Linked DNA regions of Manis pentadactyla: region 1 is linked to region 2. Evidence: chromatin contacts called from public Hi-C data. All regions are on one chromosome and are shown on one strand. Each heading gives the region's core, a stretch centred on a gene start, on an enhancer-like site or on the middle of the called end of the contact. The rest is flanking DNA. Distances are from core to core; before and after follow the strand shown.

What was found. A called contact is a pair of places that touch in the nucleus more often than the background predicts.
Region 1: a Hi-C map of fibroblasts shows a contact between it and region 2, with 3 times the contacts expected there. The contact joins the promoter of ENKUR here to the promoter of ARHGAP21 in region 2. A contact is called at or near these places in 2 of 3 Hi-C or Micro-C datasets (fibroblasts and skin fibroblasts).

The regions. Positions count from the first base shown.
Region 1 is chr3:112,601,174-112,608,673 of mManPen7.hap1, reverse strand. It overlaps ENKUR (enkurin, TRPC channel interacting protein), which reads left to right and starts at 1,918. Exons shown (of 5, transcript XM_036880926.2): 1 at 1,918-2,364; 2 at 7,186-7,331. The coding sequence starts at 2,282. THNSL1 (threonine synthase like 1) reads right to left here and starts at 1,609. Exons shown (of 3, transcript XM_036880925.2): 1 at 1,409-1,609.
Region 2 is chr3:112,403,307-112,410,520 of mManPen7.hap1, reverse strand. ARHGAP21 (Rho GTPase activating protein 21) reads left to right here and starts at 4,869. Exons shown (of 27, transcript XM_057498287.1): 1 at 4,869-5,646.

The sequences.
Region 1 (7,500 bases), core at 669-3,168, 200 kb before region 2:
GCCAAATATCGAAGTAAAAAAAATCTCCTTTCCACATGATTTAACCTCATCATGATTGTAAACTTAAAATATACTCGTGACATATTAAATTCTGTTTAGTATCTTTTAAATTACAATATAGTGACATCAGTGAAATTACTGTATTCAGTAACACTAGAAAGTCAAGACTATTTAAGGGCGGTTAATACCAAGGGGAACTCTTTCTGGCTGTTTTAGGAACTGATTAGCATGAATATACTCCAAATGTTCCTTCTAATTAGAAAATTTATAAGTTTGGCCAATGACTATGCTTTTGGTAATGATGTAATCATTCTGCATCTTCAGTCTAAATCTTTGCATGTATAGAGAAGACATTTTTCTCTATATATGTTAAGCAAAAAAACCCCCCAAAATCAAAAGCCAACAACAACAAAAACACTCCAAAAGCAACAGTGAAAGGAGAAGGAGAAGGGCAAAGTGGTATATACATTTAAATACTTTGAAAAACAAAATCTGACGGGAGCAACTGGGGCACCATCTTCAAGGTGCCATTTACCCGAAATAAGATGTTTGTAAAATGCCTGGGATAAAAATAATCCGATCAACTGCATAAGAAAAAACTGTATTTATTCTTAGATAATGAACTTCACTAAGAGTCCAAGCAACCCTACACATTCAGCAAAGCTTTGTAAGTAGCAACCAACTTAACCGAGCCACTGTGCTGTTTTAATCCCTCTACCGAGCACCCTGACAGTGAGACGACCAAAACTAGTGTTCTCCTTTATCTTCGAACATCTTTATTCCCCTTGGGCACAGTGGCCTCTGCAAGGCTGGTTCAGAACATCTATATTCTTTCTTAAATCATACTGCCAAATATCTTTTAGAGGCTTGGGATGGCAAAGCCTTCTAAATGAGTTTCTTTCAGCAGTCATGGAGGCATAAATAGGTGTACAGAAGATCTAATGGTTCCAAACGGAACGAAACCGCTTGTCACAAAAGACACTTTTCAAAAAGGAACACCAAATAATATGAAAATTCAAGGGCCCACTTAAAAAGCTTCCCCTTCTGACTTAGGCTGATCGTTTAAAAAACAAAGTCCACACGTCTGTGTAGAATTACCTGAGAGGAGGGGCCGGATCAGGGGGTAAAGAGGACGGAGGGCACAGGAACCCGCGAGGCGCAGAAGCAGGAAGCCGGAGGGGAGGGTTGCGCGCGACAGGTGGATGGGAGGGCGTGGACGCGCTCTGCCACAGGTGGCGCGCAGGGCTGCGCGGAGGACGAGCATCCCAGGTCAAAAGCAGCGGAAAAACGAGGACACACATAGGGTCGCGATCACAACCGAGTAACGGAAAGCGACGAAACGGTAAAGCATGCGATGGGCATGGGTTGGTTTCTACAGTTTCCCTTTCTTTCTCCTCAAATAACTCACCAAGAAAATCACACTGAGAAGACGGGGGGAAAAGGAAAGGAAACGAAAAGAAGAGTCCAGGAGCCGCCAGCGCCGCCTCGGGATGGAGCCCGGAACCCCCGGCACTCTCCCTAGCTCGCCCTCAACCCAGGCCCGAAGCCTCGCTTTAGGGCCGACCCCGCCCCCTGCAGCCGCCTCCGCGCCTGCGCCGGGCCGCCCTGCGAGCGCGGCGTGCCCACTCTGAGCAACCGCCCATCGGACACGTGACTCTCGCCGCGCTCCACCCTCTCTAACCCTCCCGGCTCCTTGGGCTCCTCCTCAGCACTGTCCGGCTCTCGACGTTGGCGTTCGTCAGCGTGTCTTTCGCCGCTCAGTTTACCCGTACCGGAATTGGCGCCTGCGCACAAGAGCTTTATTACGTGACGCTTGCACGCCAGGTGCGCGTCCCAACTGTCTCCAGTAGAGTTTATCTTTTCTCCACATATAGAGATAGACAGAAAAGAAGAACATTTTTAAGGGGGCGTCATTCTTCACCCTGTTATTCCTAGAGCACTTATAAACGGCGGTTTCCAAACTGAACCTCTCAGACAGAAGCTGCAGAGAGGAAAGAGAGGACACCTAGTTTGCAGTGCTGCTTTCCACTTCCAGTCGCGTAGTAACTGTTTCCATGGCAACCGCCCCGTCAACAGTGCTAAGCAACCTCAGGAGCAATAGAAGGGTATTTCATTTTCTTCCCAAGAGGGCTGCTAAGACGAGGTCAAGGAGGAATTATGTGAAAGAGAAACGTTAGTTTCTTGAGAAAACAAGAGAGTAGGAAAGGAAGGGAGCAGTGAGAAAACGGACGAGATACTGGAGTAGTGAGAAAACAGCTGAGTAGTTTTAAGGAGTCATTTGATGGCCATGGATCCAACGTGCTCTTCTGAGAGCATTTATAACCTCATACCCAGTGACTGGAAGGAGCCTCCCCAGCCTCCTAGGTAGGTGTGTAAGCAAAGATTATCATTTAAGACAAGAATGGGGAATAATTATTCCATTTCAGTTTTATTTAAGCATCACTGACTTTTAAAAAGAAATAATATTTTTGCTTCTCTAAAGTAGCCTTGGATGACAACTTTTTAGGGAAAAGTTTGCAAAATTTGGCTATTTAGCATGTCACAATTCACAGAGCATCCTAGAGCTGTGAGAGGACCATTTTATTATGTTAGCCTTCTATTCATACAGTATATGATTGTTTTGTAATTTATTCATTGTTGGTAAATTGATGTGGTGTACAGCATAGTGGTGAAATTTCTTGTTGAAAAGAGCAAAATCATAATTCTATTATCCTGTGTTAGGATACTTGGTTTTTGCTTCAGGAGTTATTGGTTTTTTGTTTTTTGACTACAATACTGCTAGCTCTCTCTGAAGGGATAGTCATTTTTCCCCAAGGTTATCATCAAATATAATTTCCTGTTTTTTTCTGAGCCTCAGTTTTTTGATCAGTGAAACAAAATATACTAGGTAGTTTCTAAGGCTTCTAGATCTTTTCTCATCAAATAGTTAGATGGAAGGAAGAATGGATGGTGTCTCCAAAATACACAACTGAGTTAAAAATCTTACATAGGTGTTAGGGCCTCTTAAATGACCCTAATTTCAAAACAGTAACCTTAAAGTAAGCATCCAGTTACCCTCCTGTTCAGGGAATTAGAACATATTTAAATCTATAGGGAGAAAAGAATGTAACCAGTGGAGAAAATCTCATTCCTCCTAGGACTCAAAATGTTTGCTCTCTTTTTCCTTTCTCCTTTTCCCTATGCAAATCAAAGCACATCAAAAGACCACTGGGTTAAGAAACAGGCTCTGCAACTCATTGGCTTTGGGATCAGGGATAAATTTTCATTTGTTTTCTAATATGTAAAACAAAGTAAGTGAGTTAGATAATCTTTAAGGTCCCTTTCAGATCTAATGGTCAATTATTACTTGGTACGATACATGGAGTACTTTGACTACATCACATCTTTAAGTAGGCAGATCCTTCCATTTTAAGCCTGAGTTTCTGTTTTCGACCAGAGCAGAATTTAACTGATACTGTTTTCTGTTAGCATCCCAAAATCTAGTAGAGATTGGAAAGAGGAATATAAAGTAAGATATTATACTGCAGCAGTTTTTCAGGCATACTCAAATTAACTATGTCTGAATGGGTTTTTGTCCAAAATTTCCTGTATATTGTACAAGATAAAGCTCCTCCTTTCTGTAACCCACAGGTAGATTGTATTTCCCATAGACTGACTTTGAGTGTTAAGATATCTTATTAGATAGATGTTCTATTTGGATGATTTCTTCAAAAAATATTATAGGAACAATATTCACTTAAAGCATTAATTGAGCCCCTGTCATCAGTATAACATTGTTCTTGAGGAATGTTCTTGGGGAGTGCTGTAATGTCAGCACAAACCCTTTGGTTTACTCTGAAGCAGTAAGGAGGAAAAAGGAATTTACAGTAAAGGGAATAGAAGGTATCTAAATGTGGTACCAAAGAACTCTTTCTGTTAGGTTGATGTCAACCTGCACTGTCAGCAACCACCATGAGGAGTTTTTAATTTGACAAGATTTCATGCATGCAAAATACATTTATAAAAACAGAGCATGATAAAACATTAAACCAATTCTTGCTTACCACACTAACACAAACTTGCCCTGACCCAAACCCCTTACTAATAGTAAGAATTAATTTTAAAAAGAAATGTATTATGCTATTAGGCATATTTGCATCACCAAGTTATAAACCCAGCTTCAAGAAAGCTCACTGCAACTCTTTGCAAGACTAGCAAGATGACTGATTGTCCAGCTTTTGAAAAGAGGTGCATTCCTTGGGGAAATCAACAATTGACTTTGCTGTGATTTCCCATACCTCAGAGGTTACAGGTTCCTTGGAGAACTGAAATATAAACATTAAAATATTGATTAATGATAAAACTATTATATTTCTGAAATCCCTAATGAGAACTGCATATATTAAATGAGAACTTAGAAAATGGATATTTGTAACCAAAGTGGGGTGAAGGGCACTCTCTTGCAGTTCATCTGTGAGCTAGGACTTAGATTTAAAAATATTAAAGTCATGGATTAATACTTAGTCTATAGGCACACACCTGATCATCTACATTAGCCCTCTTACAGCACTAAACTATGTTTTCTACCTTTATCTTGCATCTACCTACCACTTCAGCATTTTATTTAAAATAATAATAATAATAATAATAAGGGAGAAATGTGGATTTCACATATAAATCAAGTATAAAAATCAAACGAATAATCATATTTGACCTGATTGTTTATAGTTCATGATGCGTGATCAAAACCAAAAGTTTCTGTGATGACTGCCCTTGCACTGTTCACCATGTAAGAACTTACTCACTATGTAAGAACTTGTTCACCATGTAAGAACTTGTTTGTTATGCTTCAGAAGATAGGATACTATTGAGAATTAGGCTTGGGGTTGATTAATGATTGTGCATTGAGTCCCCTATACAGAATTTTATTGTTGTTAACAACCATTTGATCAATAAATATGAGAGATGCCCTCTCAAAAAAAAAAAATTAAAGTCAATGGGCAGCCGTGAATCAGTTTCCAAAATTTCAGTTGCTCATGATGCATGAGATGGTTTGCTAGATCTTTACCAAATCTGTTGATCTATTGATGGTTCCATTGACTTAATATCTACAATCATTCTCTCTTCCCCTTTTGTTTAAGGTAATATTCCAGATGTTGTCTGAATAGCACATGGAACCATTAACTCCTTTCCTTGATACACAATACTTTTATTAATGCATTCATTAGCATTTGACAATCATGTCCCACTGTTGTCTCACATTGAAATTCCCACATGAATTATGACCAAGGTTCTTCTCTTCATTCCGTAATTGTGTAGGTAATTCTTTTTGATCTAAACTCATCACTTTGAATATTGAATCCTTTATACACTTTCTTAACCATCCCTCCCAGCTTTGTGACATTTGCAAATCTAGTAGTTTGCCTTTTCTATCTCCATCTGTCATTGAACAGGACAAGTACTTTGCACATTATTTTTTTCTCTGTCAAACTGTTTTTTTTTTATTAGGGTATCATTGATATACAATCTTATGAAGGTTTCACATGAGCAACATTGTGGTTACAACATTCAACCATATTATCAAGTTCCCCCCGCCCCCATTGCAGTCACTGTCCATCAGTGCAGTAAGATGCTATAGAGTCACTACTTGTCTTCCCTGTGCTATGCTGCCTTCCCTGTGACCCCCCTACATTAGTACTTTGCACTTTATTAGGCTGCCAGACACCTTCTAGCCTGACAGCAATACTGTTTTTGAGAGTCAATACTGCCAGAAATACTGTTTTGAGTCAGTCATCCAAATACTCCCATTAATCAGTTCATATTTTTCTACCTTATCATTAGGTTTTAGTAAGAGGCTTTGCTAACATCACGATGCTTATTATTATGTTTCAGGTTATTTGTTTAATTTGTAAGTCCAAAAATCTCATTTAAAAAAAATTATGCTCATTTCAGTGGCCCACAACTCCAAATGGCTCATACAATCATTGCTTCCCTATACATTTTTAGATGCTCTCCTAAATTACAGTCAGTCTCACCAGTGTGGAGGTCCTGGATGTATGTTTTTTGAAAATGGGACCATTTAGTGTCCTAAATGCCTGCTGGTTGTTTTTATTTTTAAAAGCCTTTCTGGTTTTCATTGGGATTAACTGTGACATGTAGTCAGAATTTCATTTTCAGAGCTTTTCATTCTCCTAGGACTACCTTTATTTTGTCTAATTTCCATACTGTTAAATCTATATTTTTTGAAGTTTTGTAACATCTCCTTGTTTAAAGTCTGGTTATGTGTCTGACTTAGATAAGCACTTTTAACTATTATGAAATCTTAGATGATATAGTCATTTTCTTGGGAGGTTCTTATATACTTTGTTGACTAAATTTAGTCAATAATTTAATTGGGGAAGTAGTAGTCCTTTTAAATTAATTTATGTTCAAAGAAAGTCAAGAATTTTCCAAAGTCTTTATTCTTGGCATAATGAATTTTTTGCTAAATTTTGCTCCATTACTGCAAATATATGGCCTTGGATAGAGTTTTATGATTAGTCTTGGAAGTTCTTGCTCAAATTTTTTATCTGGTTGTCCAGTGTCTGCAGACTTCCACAATAATAACACTTCTTTTCATCTCCTGTTATTTTTATCCAAATGCTCTTCTCATGCTTATATATATATATATATATCCATTCTTGACCTAAACCTCACAGTTCACAGAGAAGATTTCAAAAACACCAGGAAAAGCAAGCACACAACTGTAGATGTGCTATCATTTGTAGAATCACCTAATGAATGTGGTAGAATTGAAGGCCTGGGAAACAGTAATGAATGGATATTCCAGAAGGGACTTTTCCCTTTTAGTCATGTGGTGAAGGGTACCCTCTAGCCAGACTGATCAGCTAAAGCAAAAGAGAGAGAGAGAGAGAGAGAGAACAAATTAGCTACCAATATCAAGAATGGAAGAGGTGATAGCATTATCAATGTTACAGATGTTGAAAGGATAATAAGAAAATATGATGAACATCTTTACCCTGGCACCTTTTTTTGTGGGACAAAGCTTCCATCTAGTTTGCCTGAGCCTGATAGACAGGGTTTAGATAACTATATTTCATGGCTCTCTCCAAACGAACATAGACTTGTACATTAGAAATGTAGATCTCTTTTTAAACTCCAAAAAATTTTTATGAGAAATATAAATGCTACTTTTTTCAATTTTAGGTACATATCCATTTTTAAGACAGCTGTAAAAGGCGACATGCAAAAATTTAAGACTGCAATGAAAACTATGGGGCCAGCAAAAGTTGAAGTACCTTCTCCGAAGGATTTCCTGAAGAAACATTCAAAGGAAAAAACTCTACCACCCAGTAGGTTTTATCACTCTTTTTAATATTAAAAGTGTTAATAAATAACTAAAATTATTTTAACATCTATAGATATTAAATGTTCACAGGTGATAACTTCACCTCATACTAAACAGAATTTGAAAGGCTAGGAGAAAGTAGAAGCAGGAAATGTAAACAAGAGAGTGGAGAA
Region 2 (7,214 bases), core at 3,620-6,119:
AGATAGTTATGTAAGCCCGCAACAATCTTACTTAAGCCCAGATGTGAACTGCCACACATTATCCAGCAATTCTTTTCTATCTAAAGGAAAAATTCTTGGTTAGTTGACTTTTGGATTAGTAGGGAATGCAGGCAATTCTAGGAATAGAGGAGTGGAATCTACATTGCTAGGAAGTGTAGAGACAGATACCCAGAGATACCCTGCATCGAGAAATGGAGAGGTCTTTAGCTGTCTCTCCTACCTCTGCTCCATGAAGATGAAAGGGAAGGCCAGGGTATTTTTTTCATTCTGATGAGAAAGATTTGATTGCTCTGGATTAGGCCAATAATATCAAAATCAATTGCTAGCATAGTTTCCTTGTTAGACTGGTTGGGACCTAGTATTCTATTTCAAGTTGATAAAAAACATTTTTCAATTCTTCTGTTGTAATAAGGGTTCTACCCAGATTGTACAGTATTTTCACAGATGTTTCAGCTAATATGTAGTTGGGTAGGCAGAAACATTTAAAACACTGGTCTTATATTTTCAGGAAAATTGGAATGCTTATATATGAAAGTCATGATTCTTAAGATTTAACAAAAACTTGCACTTTTTTTAAAATTAGAAATAAACTCTTACTAGTGCTGATGAGCATACCATATCACTCAATTTTAATTATGGAGATGCTGGTGCTGAAAAACAATTTGAATCCAGAAGAAAATGTTTGGTACATAATTATGGATAAACTTGGGCTAAAATTTTATAATTACTGACAAGATGAAAGTGATATTAATTTTTGATATGGTGTTATAGCCAAAAAACAGCTCAGTCACCAGAGGTGAAGTTAGGTAAAGACATAAAATGTAGCATTTATGGAAGTTGAGGCCCTTTGTGGATAATTCTTCTAATTTATATTATCCATTTTAGGCATATGTACACAGATATAGACATATGTCTTCCTGCAAGCTGAAGTTGTTTGTCATACAGGTATTTCTTAAGATATATTTATTAATAATCATGACACAATCATCATTCATTTCTTGAATAATTTTGTAGTGATAGCTATGCATAAAAGTGATATCTGTGTGGTAGGTATTAAGGAGGTCTGAGAAGAAAGAAAAGTCCAAGGAATCTGCCCTAGAGAAGTTTGCAATCTAGATAGAAAAGTAGCTAATATTTAATTAAGTAAGATTATTTATGATCAAGCAACTAATTAATAGCAACAAACAAATAAATTGAAAAGAAGCACCCAAGCAGAGTACCAACCAGTCCAGAGGAGAAAAAGACCACAGTAAGCTGAGGGCAGAAAAATTTATTCAAACTTACCTATTGTGTGGGGTACTTTGCTAGGCAGTGTACACAGTGAATTAAATAACAACACTACCCTCTAGGTTAGAAATTAATAATTGAAGATAGGTAATAATCATGTGGACAGAAATGATAAGTCATATATCTAGCAAATGCAGAGCATTAAGTTAGCAAACCATTTACGTTATTAATTTCACAGAGATGATGAAGGAAGAAGAATTTTTGAAATTGTATGGTGTGGAAAATCACTCTCTTCTCTGGATTATGCTAGTTACATGGCTTGTGAGAGAGGTGGTTTTTCTGGAGCTCTTCAGTTCAACGTGGAAGCTTTTTCAAAGAAATACTAGTAGATTATGTGTCTTTTTGGTATTGTATGAATAAGAAAATAAGTGCACTATATTGTCCTGAAATCAAAATATTTCTTACTCTTCTGAGAGCCATTGGTCTTAACTGCCTAGACACATAGTTTTGCAAATGCTTCATCACAAATTACACATTTCATCTGTGGAATTCACTGGCAAATACTCATGCCTCTTAGCATTGCCAACTTCTTCTATATTCAGAGTAGAAATCATCCATAGATTATCAGAGAATTACATTAGACCAGACGCCAGGACATTTTGATTCTATTTTTGGCTCTGACATTTTTCCTTGATAATGGTTTACCAAAACAATATTATCATATCATTAAGAAAGTGAAAACTTACGCTTTGAGGATATAGTTCCCATCTTTAAAAATGTCTTGCCTCCATTGTGAGAATTATAGCGTAGAAAGTTGTCTTATAATTGTTATTAACATAGCTATTGTAATTTCTGAGGCTATTTCAAGGGAAACTAAGAAGTCAGATTACAGGAAATCCACACATTAGCTATGCTCAAAAAAGCAAAAATTCAGCCTTTCAAAGTAAACAAAGCTGGATCTACTGTTAGTTCTTGCTTATCCATGATGTTTGGAATAAAGAAAACTATCAAGATATCAATTATGAAACCCACAGTTAATTCCAAATCTCTTTCCAGTTACAAGGACCCCCAAATCTACTGTTTCATCAAACCTCTTACTGGGGCGGTTAACAAGCAGCCACATTGAGTTCAGTTTGGCTCCTTTTCCTTTCTCTTGCCCTCCCTCTGGTGGAGGTGTTAACAGAGTAACATGCCCAAGATGGGCAGCTGAAGAACTCCAAGGGTTTGCTTCCTCCACTAATTATACTGGCAGCCTTTGGAATGGAGAATGACTGATGGCTGTCACCTTCCAGATTCTTTAGAGGGCGTCCACTTTGGTCTACTTAGAAGACGTCTAAATGAGAGCTTGGACAGTTATTAAAATATTATTATCGCTTGTACCTTCAGAGAGGAATAGACCTAATTTTTAACTGGGTTAATATGTTCCTAGTAAATATCAATAACACGTTATAAAGAGTAGGACTCCTGTTGAGGAAACTGAACAAACCTGTTTCATAATATTGTTTTAATCGGAATAATATTTTTACGTCTTGGAAGCTCCTTTACATCTTTTATCCTATTTGATGTGCTCAGCAGCCCAACAGGGAAGGGAAGGTACGATCATATTTGGAGGTCCCAGGGAGAGGATTAGGACCCAGGTTTCCCAAATCTTAGTTCTGTGCTTTTCCTTTCTCATTCAGATAAACTAATACACATAAGATACATATGATAGCAACCGATCATGTTTCTTAAAAATACTCCCAAATTTTAGAACATCACCTGTCCTAACATAAATACAATACATAAGCTTGTAACTTATCATAATGGTTCTTAAAAACATCCCCCAATATTGGAACATCATGGTCATAACTATTTCAGAAGTGGGACTAAATTAGTTACCCATAAACACAATAATTAGCACATAATAAGCTAAGTAAATGCTAGCTATTGTTGCTGTTATTATGGAAAATTTGTTAGACGTAGTACAATGTTGTGAAGAAAACATGGACTCTGGAGGTGACCCCTTGGGTTTAAATCCTGGGTCTGCCACACACCTATCTCGTTAAGAGGTGGGTAAAGCTCTTGGAAGCATACCTGGCTGGAAGGCAGTGCTATATAGATGGGGGTAGTCACTATTATTGACACCTCCCTGCATCCCATGGTAAATGATGGAGCTGGGCTGTAATCTTGATCCTTCCCTTTACCTCTTATAGAAATGTCTTTCTAAGTCATGTTATTTTTTCACAATTCCTAAACGTGTTTTACCTCCTTTTCATTACTCCCATGGCCATTATTTTCTCCCCTTTATCAAGCTGAAAACCTTTTTCAAAATCAACATTTATAGAAATTTCCATTACAAAAACCTTCACCCTAGATGTCCTCAGTTGTGAGATATTCAGTTATGCGATGCACGCACATTTGCTTTTGTAAGGAGCTGTTTTGTGCCTAAAATTGTTTTCCGTTTCTGGACACATTCTGTAAGCCCACTGGAGAGGTACGCTGCTTGAACTCTGCATGTCTATTCACTTCTGGTTAATTTACTCAACAGTATCTAGAACTGGATACTGCTATAGCACAGTGGGCTGTTCAGTAAATTACCAGCTGATTGGCAGACATTCCCTCTATTTTATTCTTTTTTTTTTCTTTTTCTTTGTTATTGGCTGACTGGTTTTGTCAAGGGCTGTCACGAATGTGCAAATTCCAGGGCTATATAAAAATGATCTAGCCAATGTCTTTCCTCTATTTGAGGCTGAGAATTTAGTTGTACGTTCTAAATGTTTGCCATCTTCCACTCAGGAAGATCTGAAAACTAAGGCACAGGTATTTAGGCCACAGGGAATTTCTTTTTTCCCCTCGAGAAAAAGGCTCCAAGGCGGCAGGCCGGGTGCAGGGGCTGGGAGGTGTGTCTAAACCCTCCGGGGAAAGCTCTAAGAAGGAAACGTAAGCAGACGCTACAGCTTCTCGGTTTTGTTCTTTTTTCCTTTAGGGTGGTGGTGGCAGCTGATGAGACACAATACACAATAGCTGGTGGCCCCCCGCCGGAGTGGGGATAAAAACGACCCGCAACAGCACCAGCGGGAGTACAGGGAAAGGAGGGGGGTGAGCGGAGGGGCGAGGAAGAGGGTGACAAGGCGACACACGCCACCGCCTCGGCGGGCGACTCCTCCGCAGCCCGGCGCGGACAGGACCGGGTGGGCACCTCCCTAGAGCGGGGGCGGGGTGGGATGGGGATACCAAGGGGCGGTTGGCGTGCGTGCTGCGGGCGGGGCCGTGGGTGGGGAAGCCTGAGTCAGCAGCCCCCGACTGGCTTGCGTTCTCCCGTCGCGTCTCCTGATTGGGCCGTTTGCAGCGGGAGATGTAGTGCGGCGCGGCAGGGCGGGGCGTGCCCGGGAATTGCCCGAGGAGGGGCGGCGGTGTGCGTGGGGCCCGAGCCGCGGTGACCTGTGGAGTGCCGGCGCGGCAGCCCTCCCGTGTTCCGCTAGCCGCGCCGAATTCACCCGGCTGCTCTCAAGACTTATAAAAGGCAGACGAACCGAACGAACAGCGCCTCGCCGCGACGCCCTTACCCCACCGCGGGAAGTTATTTGCTGTTGGACGTGAAAGGACACTCCCTTATCTTGAAGTCATACATCGTATTGCAGCTCCTTACCCTTTCTCAAACAGAAAAGGGGCAAAAATTCAACAAGACGTGTGCCCCTCAGTCGGGGACGAGTGAGCCCTCCGCCCCACTTATCTGGCTGTGTAATCGCCCCTCTCCGCTCCGACGCAGCGCGCCCAACCTTCCCGGTCCAGACCCGGTTCCTGGCCGCTCCCGCTCCACTCTGGGGAGGTCGGGGAAGGCGGGAGGTTTCGCGTGCCTGGTTTTCGGGGGCGCTGCGGGAGGGGGCAGCGAGGGCTTGGAGTCCCGAGACACACACACACACACTCCCTGAGGCTAATCCCCTCTCCCTCGTCGGTTCCCGGGACCGTATTATTCAAGACACAAAATATTCAGCCCCAGAACCTCCCTTGGGGAGGGGAGGGGAAGGAGGTGGAGTGGGAGGAGGTGGATCCAGGGAGGAAGAAGCGAGAAATCCGCCCCCGGGAAACAGCTTGGCGCGGCGGCGGAGCGAGGCGCTTCTGTCACTTTGGCGATCGCGGCGCCCAAGCGCGGCCCCGGCCCGGCCCAGCGAGGCGAGGGGAGAGTCCGGCGGCCGCCGCCCCGCCCCACGCCCTCCCGCGGCGGCCGAGAGCCCAGGGCCGGCCGGGGCAGGTCGCGGCGGTGCCTGGGAACGGCCGGCCGGGGGCGGCGGCCTCGGAGCACGGCGGCGGCCAGCTCTGGCTCGTCCTCCCACTCGGCCCGGCTCGCGTCGGGCATGCGGGGCGCGCTGTCCTGGGGCTGGCCAGCCGCGCGAGGATCCACTCGCCCCGCGTCCTCCGGTGCGTGTCCGCTTTCTTTTTCGCCTTAGCCGAGAGAGCGCAGCGCCCGCGGGCGGGTGGAGAGCCCTGCCGGCCGCGACTCCCTCCCTTCCCGCCACCTCAGGCCACCCCGCCCGGCGCTGGCGCTGGGCCGGCGGGAGCCCGCGGCGGGCGCCGGGCGGGGGCGGAGGAGCCGCGCCCTCGCGTGCGGGGCGAGGGAGGGCCGCGGGCAGGAGGGAAGGGCACAAAGGCCGGCGGCGGCGGCGGCGCCGGGGTCCGGCCGGCGGGCCGTGGAGGAGGGGCGCCTCCCGGCCGCTCATGAATATTAACCGAGCCTGCGGCCTAGCGCGTCCCGGCCGGGCCCGGCGCCCGGCCCGCGTCCCCGCTCCAGCTTGCCGCCGCGCCTCGGAAGCTGGGCCAAGCGGGCGGGACCGGTAAGCCCCTCGCTTTTTGTCTTTCCCCCCGGCCTCCCCACTGCTTTTAGAAAGTGCGGATTTGGGCCGCCCTTCCCGGGGAACCGAGATCCCCGACCCGCCTCTGGAAGGGGCGGAGGAAATAGTGGTAGGTGGGTGGTGGTTTTCGTTTTCCTATTTTTTTTCTTACTTCCCTAGGTGGCCACAGGGAAAGGGGAGGATAGTGTCGAATGGTAGTTCGGGGAGCAGCAACTGAAGAAAAGTTATTATGGCTGCGGCTGCACTGATGCCGCTCGGGAATAATGCCCCGGAGGGGGAGCTGCGCCCGGTCCCCCGCGCCGTCCCCACCCAGCCCCGCCGGCGGCCAAGGAAAACAGCCGCCTCCGCGGAGACACCCGGCGGGGCGCAGGGGTCAGGCGCCCCGAGTCACCCAGCCCGCTTGGATCGCCCGCCCAGCCGGTGCTGGTTGAGTCCGAGACTGGCTTTTTGTTTTTGTATTTTTCGGGGGGAGCTTAGGGGAGAGCTGGAGGGCAGCAAGGAGGGTATTTGTATAGTGTTACCGGATTTTAATCTTGTGGTGACAAAATTTACGCCAAGTGTACGTATCTGGGTGATGCAGAACATAGACATTCCCTCTCTTCTGCCCAGAAAATACATTAATTAAAAGGCACTTGAAAGGAGAGTTATTTTCTGGAAGGCTGCACAGCCACGAGTGTTTGACGCAGCCACCGGGCAGTTCTGATGTTTCTCATTTTCCCCCCAATTTATAGGTTTTTCTTTTTTTGTATGGGAGCATTATGTCATCACTAATTCGTTTGGTTCATCAGCAGGGACCGAATAACCTTTCCAAGTGTTGGAAACGCGAACTTCGGGTGGACTTGTGGGCAAGGCTAAGGTCAGCGTTTGGAGAGAGTTCATACCCTCTCCCTTTTCCATGTTCTAGGAGAGATCTCTTTGGGAGCTGACGTTTGAGCCTTCACGACCCTCTCAGATTCCTCTTGGTCCAGGAGTAGCGCTTAGAGGAAGGGGACCGCTCTCTCCCATTGGCCTCACCAGCTGCCAAGAAGATCTGTCTTCTTTGGTTTTTTTTTTAAGTCCCGAGAAATGGACGAAGACGCTGAAGTCATTTGAAGTCCAAAGAAATCATCAGGGTATTTTGAAGGGGCTTCATACAAA